Linked DNA regions of Sus scrofa: region 2 is linked to region 1. A link is a contact called in public targeted proximity ligation data. All regions are on one chromosome and are shown on one strand. The core of a region is the stretch at or near the end of the contact, and the rest is flanking DNA. Distances in the headings are between cores, read along the strand shown. Region 1 overlaps LOC110260804 (a long non-coding RNA gene). Region 2 has its middle 280 kb from the start of DUSP6.

What was found.
Region 2: a contact with region 1 is called in a targeted proximity ligation map of alveolar macrophages, with 9 times the contacts expected there. A contact is called at or near these places in 6 of 47 Hi-C or Micro-C datasets (adipocytes, embryonic fibroblasts, heart right ventricle and 2 more) and 1 of 2 datasets of targeted methods (alveolar macrophages).

Annotation. Positions count from the first base shown.
Region 1 is chr5:93,383,006-93,386,984 of Sscrofa11.1, forward strand. LOC110260804 (a long non-coding RNA gene) reads right to left here. Exons shown (of 3, transcript XR_002344275.1): 1 at 145-3,979. Among named protein-coding and RNA genes, the nearest start is that of DUSP6, 82 kb to the left of the region's middle.
Region 2 is chr5:93,579,704-93,583,682 of Sscrofa11.1, forward strand. No RefSeq gene overlaps it. Among named protein-coding and RNA genes, the nearest start is that of DUSP6, 280 kb to the left of the region's middle.

The DNA of each region.
Region 1 (3,979 bases), core at 711-3,210:
TAATGTAGCAGGCCTGAGCAAGAAGTGGGTTCATTTGGGTCACTGCAATGACTTCTGATTGAATTCAGGTAATTTCTTCTAAAAAGAGGCCATGGGTCTCTTCTGCTTACTTCTACCTCCAAAACCTCACAACCACTCACTCACTGATTTATGCAGTGACTGTTACCACGTTGCTGGACTAAACAATATTTCTCCAAATGCTTCGGCTCACGGGGTCTATGCAAACGATTATGCAAGTCTGTCGTGGATGAGGATCCGTGTTATTTGCTGCAGAAATCGCTGTGCTATCCCCACGATGGTTTCTAAACAATGTGCAGGAATGCAGATTCACTGAAAGGTGGAATGTGGTGGCTGTGGCTTTATCAACACTTTATCAATGCGCATTAATGGCAGTGCGAATCATGTGGGTGACAGCCACGGTCCTTGCGTGAGCCTGTGTGCACCAAGGAGCACGTTTCAAACAAGATGCTGTTTCCCTTTCCGTTATCTCCGGATCCCATTTAAAATCCATGGAAGTCATCGTTTCACTTTGAAATCATCGGTGGACGCGGATGGACCTGGAGGGTCGGGAAAATCGGCACAGCCCATTTCAGGATGTGCATCTCTGAATTTCTTTTCCGTCCTTCTCAAGCATCCTTTCTTTGGACTCACTGTGAGGACAGCGTGCAGGGAGGCGAGTCACCGCGGTCTGCTTCTCAACCATTCACCCCGCCTTGGTCACATCTCTCCCATTTTTGATTCAGCTTCCTACTCTGTCTCTTTGGCTTTTCTCAGACTCATTTGCGATACACAGAGGCAGAGTATGAATGACACATTTCCTCAAGGGGTCAGGGGAAGTAGAATTAAGAATCATGTGATAGTTTTCTGCTTTAGTTCTTATTCTGTTGTTATTTTTTCAGGCCCACAGACAAAAGGAAACATAAGATCAGTCTATTAGCTGAGTTATGGGTTCTATTGGGAATAATAGGGATGCCAAAATATCACTGGTTTTAGTAATATATATATATATCACGTCTAACTTCAAAACTTCACTGTGTGTGTGTGTCTATTTGATATAAAAACTATAGCCACAGAGGTCAAAAGTATGGCTTGTCAGTCATCTGGGACCCAGGTTGCTTCCAACTATCCACCTCACCACACATGGTGAACTGAGTATGTGACTCTCGTCCTCGTGGATGAAGCACCGACCTTACGTTCAAGTCCATGAAACAGGACAAAAAACTATGAAGGGGGAGGCTTCCTACTTTTAAGGACACACCTCAGAAGTTACATACATCATGTCTGCTTACTTCCCATGGTCAGAACTTTATCACATAGTCGCACTTAGTTGTAGGGGAAGCTGAGAAATGTTTGAGCAGTCGTGGACCCAGATACCATTGTGGATGTCTAATAATGAGGAAGAAGTGGAAAATAAATGTAGAGGCACCCGACACGCTCTACCATGATCTGTCCAGGTGGAAACGTAAACAGCTCTGTGGATCTCTGTTTCGCAGGTAGAGGACACTCACCCCGCTCTCAAAGGAGTCAACTCAAAATCCTGTCCCGTTATTGCAGTAAGCTCATGGTTCAGGATCTCTGGGTGATGCTTGATCCCTTCTATGGTCAGAAGAAAGTTTCTTTTAGGTCCATACGTTCCCTGTCCCATCTCATCAGCAGAAGGAACATCATAATTACAGTAAAAACTCCTCTTTGAAAAGGAGAGAAGGCACACACTTCTCAGTCATTAGGCTGTAGCAGTTGCCAAATCCTGCTGGACCAGAGTGAAGAAGCACTGAGAAGGAGTAAGTCTCCTGCTGAGGGCCTCCGGTGCCTCTTGGTTCTGACTTTCTGGGAGGAGACCTCTTTTGCCATTATCCTCCCAGACCACATCTGAGGCCAGCTCTGGATACTGTGGCCTCTGTCTCAGACTCCTTCCTGCTGGTGGAGGGTTTGGGTTCCAGAGGTTGCTTTAGGGCTTGAATGATCACAAGGTTTGTCAGGCCAGGCTTGTGGTTTCTTTGGCAATACAATTTCCTTGCCAAACGAGTGACTGTCTGGTCTATTTGTTTCTGCTTAGTACCCCATTGAGTAAGCAGAGCTGAAGAATTCATGTGCTCATGGTTTGAAAAACTAAATCCTGTCTTCTACTTACGGACCCCTGTGTGCTGCTTACCGCTCTGCCTGCCTGTATGAGTTTGCCGGGGCTGCCGCAGGAAGCATCACAGAGAGGGTGGCTTAAACAACGGAAGTTTATTTCCTCACCATTCTGGAGGCGGGGAGTCCACGACCAAGGTGTCAGCAGGTTGATTTCCTCTGGGGCCTCTCTCCTCGTCTTCTAGCCCAAGGTCTCTTTCCTGTGTCTTGACGTGGTCTTCCGCATGTGTGCGCACAGCCTAATCTTCTTCTAAGGACACTAGCATTACTGAAGTGGCACCCATCCCAAAGACTTTATTTTAACCTAATTAGTTCCTAAAATTTAGTCCTATCTCTGAATTTAGTCACATTCTGACATACTGGGGAATAGAACTTCGACATGTAAATTTGGGGGAGCACGGTTCAGCCTATGACCCTCCCCGCAGGGTCATCTAGAAAATGAGGCTTGATAGGAAGGCAAGGCCTTGGATCTGATCTTTGCTGCCAGGCTGGTTTCCACTGTCAGAAAACTCTCACATGACGGAGGCTGAAAACAAACTTACTTCCTGCGATGTCTAAAATTCCTTTTTAAAAAGGATTTGGTTAAGATACAGAAACAATTCACTTTTTAATTCTTAAACGACCCCAGATTTAACTATATTTACTCCCATTTCTGCAACTGGCTAGTTTGAGTTGGAGCTAATTTTGCTCAAACTTCTTTACTAAAAGGAGCAAGGACAATATCTTGAATTTTCAGCCATGTGGCCAAGGGCTACACTTTGGGTGAGCTGGGCATCCTAAGAGGCAATTTTATTAAATATTGAGCCATATAGTAATTTTGGACCCTAGCTGGATGACTGCTTGGTATTACAGTTTTAAGCCAGTGCTAAACATTGTATCTGTTTGGCTGTGACTAAGAGCAAGTCAAAATCATAGCGGTTTCAGTAAGACAGACGTTTTCTTCATCCATTTCTCTCTTTAAAGTCAAGATGTAGTCAGTTCAGAGTTGAAATGGCAGGGCCACACTACAGATATGTGGGACCCAGGCTGCTGCCAGCTTTCTGCTTCATCATCTCTTGGGTGTGGTTCTTACGACTTGGTCTCACTGGTGTGTCTGCGGTGGCCATGCATATTCTAAGCAGCAGGTTGGTTAAAGAATAAGAAGGAACAGACTTTTAAAGACACAGCTCAGCAGTTGTACCTACAAGGCTTGCTTTTATTTACACGGCCTCCTCCTACTTAGGAGGGAGTTTGGGAAATATGATGCTGTTGTTATCATTGGGGAAGAAGGGACCACAGGTACTAGGAGACAATTAGAGTCTCTTCTACAACTAGAACAATTTTCTTCCTCTTTAATCCTATGCCTGATACTTTTGCATGCTTTCTTCAGCTGTACAGCAGTAGCTCTTGATGTTCACCTTGAAGCCCTAAGAGCCTCAACTCGTGTGGAACTCTTTAAAAATCCAATTGCATGCGGGTTTATGTTAGATTACAAATAGTGGTATTTTAATTCCAGCAAAATCGATACTTGATGTATGGTAGTAACTAATAGTCATAAATATTAGCTATTACAAACTTGTAATATATATCAGGTGCTATGCTAAGCATTTCATGTTCATTTTCCCCTTTAGTCTCTCCAGGACTGAGAATGGGTTTTACTGGCACCTATTACATTTACATTTTTCAGGAAGAAACTAAAGCTTGAAGGGGTTAAGGAGGGCATATGGCTCCTCAGAGGCAGAGCTGGTGTTTGCTGCTTGTAGGACTGGCTCTAAAGCCTGATGTTATCTGCCTTCCGAATGTACACAGGGCAGTGGTTCTCTGCTGAAGGTGGTTCCACCCTCCCTACCCCGGGGGGTATGTGGCA
Region 2 (3,979 bases), core at 833-3,332, 200 kb after region 1:
GATAACGTCTTCTTTCCCTATTTGCTCCTTTGACTTAGGTCTGCTGATTTTAAAAAAAAAGGTGGGGTGGGCATTTGATGGGGGAGTGGAAAGGGAAAAAAAAAGGAAAAAATGAAAGGCTGGCTTGATTGTCATCGGACCGCTCAGAAACTCAACCAACTTTTTCATATTTCTCAAGGTCCGTGAAGTCCATATGTTGTTTGTGGCTTTTCTTGGAAAAAAAAAAAAAAAAAGATTGAGCGATACTTTAGAAAGAAAGGGAATGGCTAATTAAAAAGGGAAGAGGCACAAATTTCTCTTTGGGGTTGATCTAGTTATTAATGGAAGTGATAATTATAACGGAAAAGAGTTACGCAGAGTTCACGTGCGCCAGGCACTGTCCTAAGTGCTCTGCCTGGATTCACTCCTATGTCCCCACATCAACCCTACAAGGTAAACTATACCATGATGTTTATAGTTATTGTACAGCTGAAGTACAGAGATGCAAAATAATTTTCCCAGAGCTTCAAAACTATTACCTGGGAGTGGGAAGAAGGGAGTGGGGAGGGGCAAGATGGGGGTAAGGGATGGAGAGGCACAAACTGCTATGCATAAAATAAATAAACAATAAGAACATATTACAGCACAGAGAATATAGCCAATACTTTACCATTATAAATGGAATATAACCTTTAAAATTGTGAATGCTGTAAATGTGAAATTTATGTAATATTGTACACCAACTATATCTCAATTTAAAAAAACAACTGTTAACTGGTAGAGATAGCTTTCAAACCCAGATAGTCTGATATCAGACCTATGTAGTTAACCACTATTCTGTGCAGTCTCCTAAGGCCTGATACTTAAACATTTCTGAATCATTTACATCTATGTTCATTTATTGGATATGACAGCATCTTTTAGCTCTTAATTCTGTGTCAAACTACACAGCAGTTTTATTTATGTCTCTGTGTGTATGTGTGCATGTGTATGTAAGTTAAAGAAAATTAAAATTATTTTCAAACAGAATTTTGTAATCTCTTTAGAGAAAGTTGTGAACAACATTCAGTGTCATAAGAATATGTTTAGGAATCACCTGTGCAATATTTGTATCCACATTTCTGTTAATATTAACTTGAAAGGAGAAACTGCTGGATACTCTGCCCTTTAAAATAATGCTTTAATCTAGGAGTTCCCATTGTGGGGCAGCGGAAACAAATCTGGCTAGGAACCGTGATGTTGAGGGTTCGATCCCTGGCCTCGCTCAGCGGGTTAAGGATCCGGCATTTCCGTGAGCTGTGGTGTAGGTCACAGACACAGCTTGGATCTAGATTTGATGTTGCTGTGGCTGCAGTGAAGGCCAGCAGCTCTGATTGGACACCTAGCCTGGGAACCTCCATAGGCTGTGGGTGTGGCCCTAAAAAGTAAAACAATAAAAAATAAATAAAATAAAATAATTCTTTAATCTTTTCCTTCCAAAGTTTTCTATATCTTTTCCCCAGTGCCTCAATGCTAAACCTGAGTGTGTGAGCTTGAAATACATCTAAATATTTAGTGGTGTCATACTATTTTTTCAGTCATTCAAGTTTGTCCTAATGGAATATTGTTGGGACAATGATCAAAACGATTTGGGGCTTCAGCACAATAATGCTATTTAGTCCAACTTGAAGTCTGTATTTAGGTTCCAATTTCTGCTTAATTTTTGCCTACTTCTTGGTAGGAACAATCATACATATCTATTTGATATGATTTAACTTAAAGCATAACCAAACCTTCACCAAAGAGAGTTTTACCAATATAGTCATAAAATATTATCATAATAATATCATAATAGTCTGATACTTTTCATAATATCATCAGTGATTATTTATTAGATTTCCATTTGACATATGACGTTGAATTAAATTACTACCATCATTTACGGTTTGGGGGTGATGACAATTATGGTGACATGCTTCAATCCAGCCTTTTAAACTGCAAATCTGTAGAGGTATTTTATTTTAGGGGCCAGAAATAATTTAGCATTCTATTAAGATTTACATTACTGAAAACTGAGTCTGACACCTAAATGCTGCATGATTGATGGTGTTTCTGTACCCTCTAGTGGTCTGATGCAGAACTGAAATAACCAAGAGAAAAATAGCCTGGGAATTCTGGGGTGTGGGTGGCAGCACCTGCTTGGCCTTGAATTATAAAAGGCAAAGATAAGAAGAGATTTCAGGCCAGGCTTCTAGAATTGGCCAATGTGAATGTGAATTTTCATCGCTAAGCTTATTTTACAGGCATGAAAGAAGGAATGGTGGTAGATTTTAAAAAAATTCCTCCTTTAAATGTCTTACTTTTTTCGAAATGTTGGAGTTTGTCGTATATTAAACAAATGTTTTCTATCTATGAAGGTTTCTCCTCAGTGACATTCTTGATGTTTTGGGATCTATAATGCTTTGTTGCAGGGGCACCCCCTCTGCACTGTAAGATGTTTAGTAGCATCCCTGCTTCTTACTTACTAGATACTAGGAGCATCCTCAGCTGTAATAACCAGAATCACCTCCAACGTTGCCAAATGTCCCTTGGGGGAAAATTCCCAACCGAGAATCATCTTAACGATTTCTGTTAGGTAAGGCAGAAAGAGTCTGCCAATCGAAACGAATAGGTCAGTGAACATTTAGCATGAGTCAAGCCATGTACCTGTATTATTTAATTTTTTTTTTTTTTTTTTTTGTCTTTTGTCCTTTTAGGACTGCACTGGTGGCATGGGGAAGTTCCCAGGCTAGGGGTCCAATAAGAGCTGTAGCTACTGGCCTACATCAGAGCCAGAGCAACACCAGATCTGAGCCGCATCTACGACCTACACCACAGCTCACGGCAATGCTGGATCCTTAACCCGCTGAGCAAGGCCAGGGATCAAACTTGCAACCTCATGGTTCCTAGTCTGATTCGTTTCCGCTGCACCACGACGAGAATGCCTGTATTATTTAATTTAATCTTTATTAGAATCCTCAGGGGTCAGTCCTATTATTGTCCATTTTACAGATAAGGAGAGTTGAGTAAATTTCATGGCATCACGTAGGTAAGTAGTAGAGTCAACGTTAAACTCTAGATTGGCTCTGGGCTTTGCATTTGAAAAGATTCTACTACAAGAGTATAGCTTCTAATAAGCTCCTAAGTGAGTAAAAAACAGAATTATTGATTTACAAATAATAATAATCCACAATTGCCAGTTTATGATAATTTTCTGAATCAACAAAACAGAAGGACCAGAGAGTATTCTGACATTGTGAAGGCTTGTTTTTTTCCACTCATTTATCAAGTACCCACTCTCCATACAGATATAAAAATGAATAAAATAAAGCCCCACCCTCTGAAGCTTACTTAGATTGCTGTGAGCCAAAAGCAAATGAGCAAAGACATGTCTAATCTTTCATTTAGTAACATGCTATGGAGAAAATAAAATAAATTAGCCCTCTCTATCCCATAGATAGGGTAGAGTGCTTCTATTTTGTACAAAGTAGTGGGGAAGTAAGTATTCCTAGTAGTGAGAACAGCAAATGCAAAGGCCCTGAGGTAGAAGAAGATTTGAAGTGGGAGCAGCTTGCAAGCATGGTAAGGGAAAAGCAAGACGCCCGTGGAGTGGGAGCAGAGTGAGTGAGGAGGAGGGTAAGAGATGAGACAGAGGGGAATGGTGGGAGGGAAGGGAGGACCAAAGATCGCCTGAGGCCCCAGGAAAAGGACTGCTCCACTTTCACTCTTTACTGAGATAAGTATTTATTGAGAAGTGCCATGATCTGGCTAATTTTTCAAAAAACTATGTCCATTTTCTTTCTCTGATTTGGGAAGTAATTTATCATAATGGTTAAGACTACAAGTTCCGGAATCAGACTGACCTCATTTTTAAAGGAAGTCTTTAAGAACTCACTCCTTGTGGGCTTTGGGGCAAGTCATTTAACTTATCTGATCTTCTGAGTTCTTATCTGCAGAAAAGATGTGGTAATATCCTAGTTAA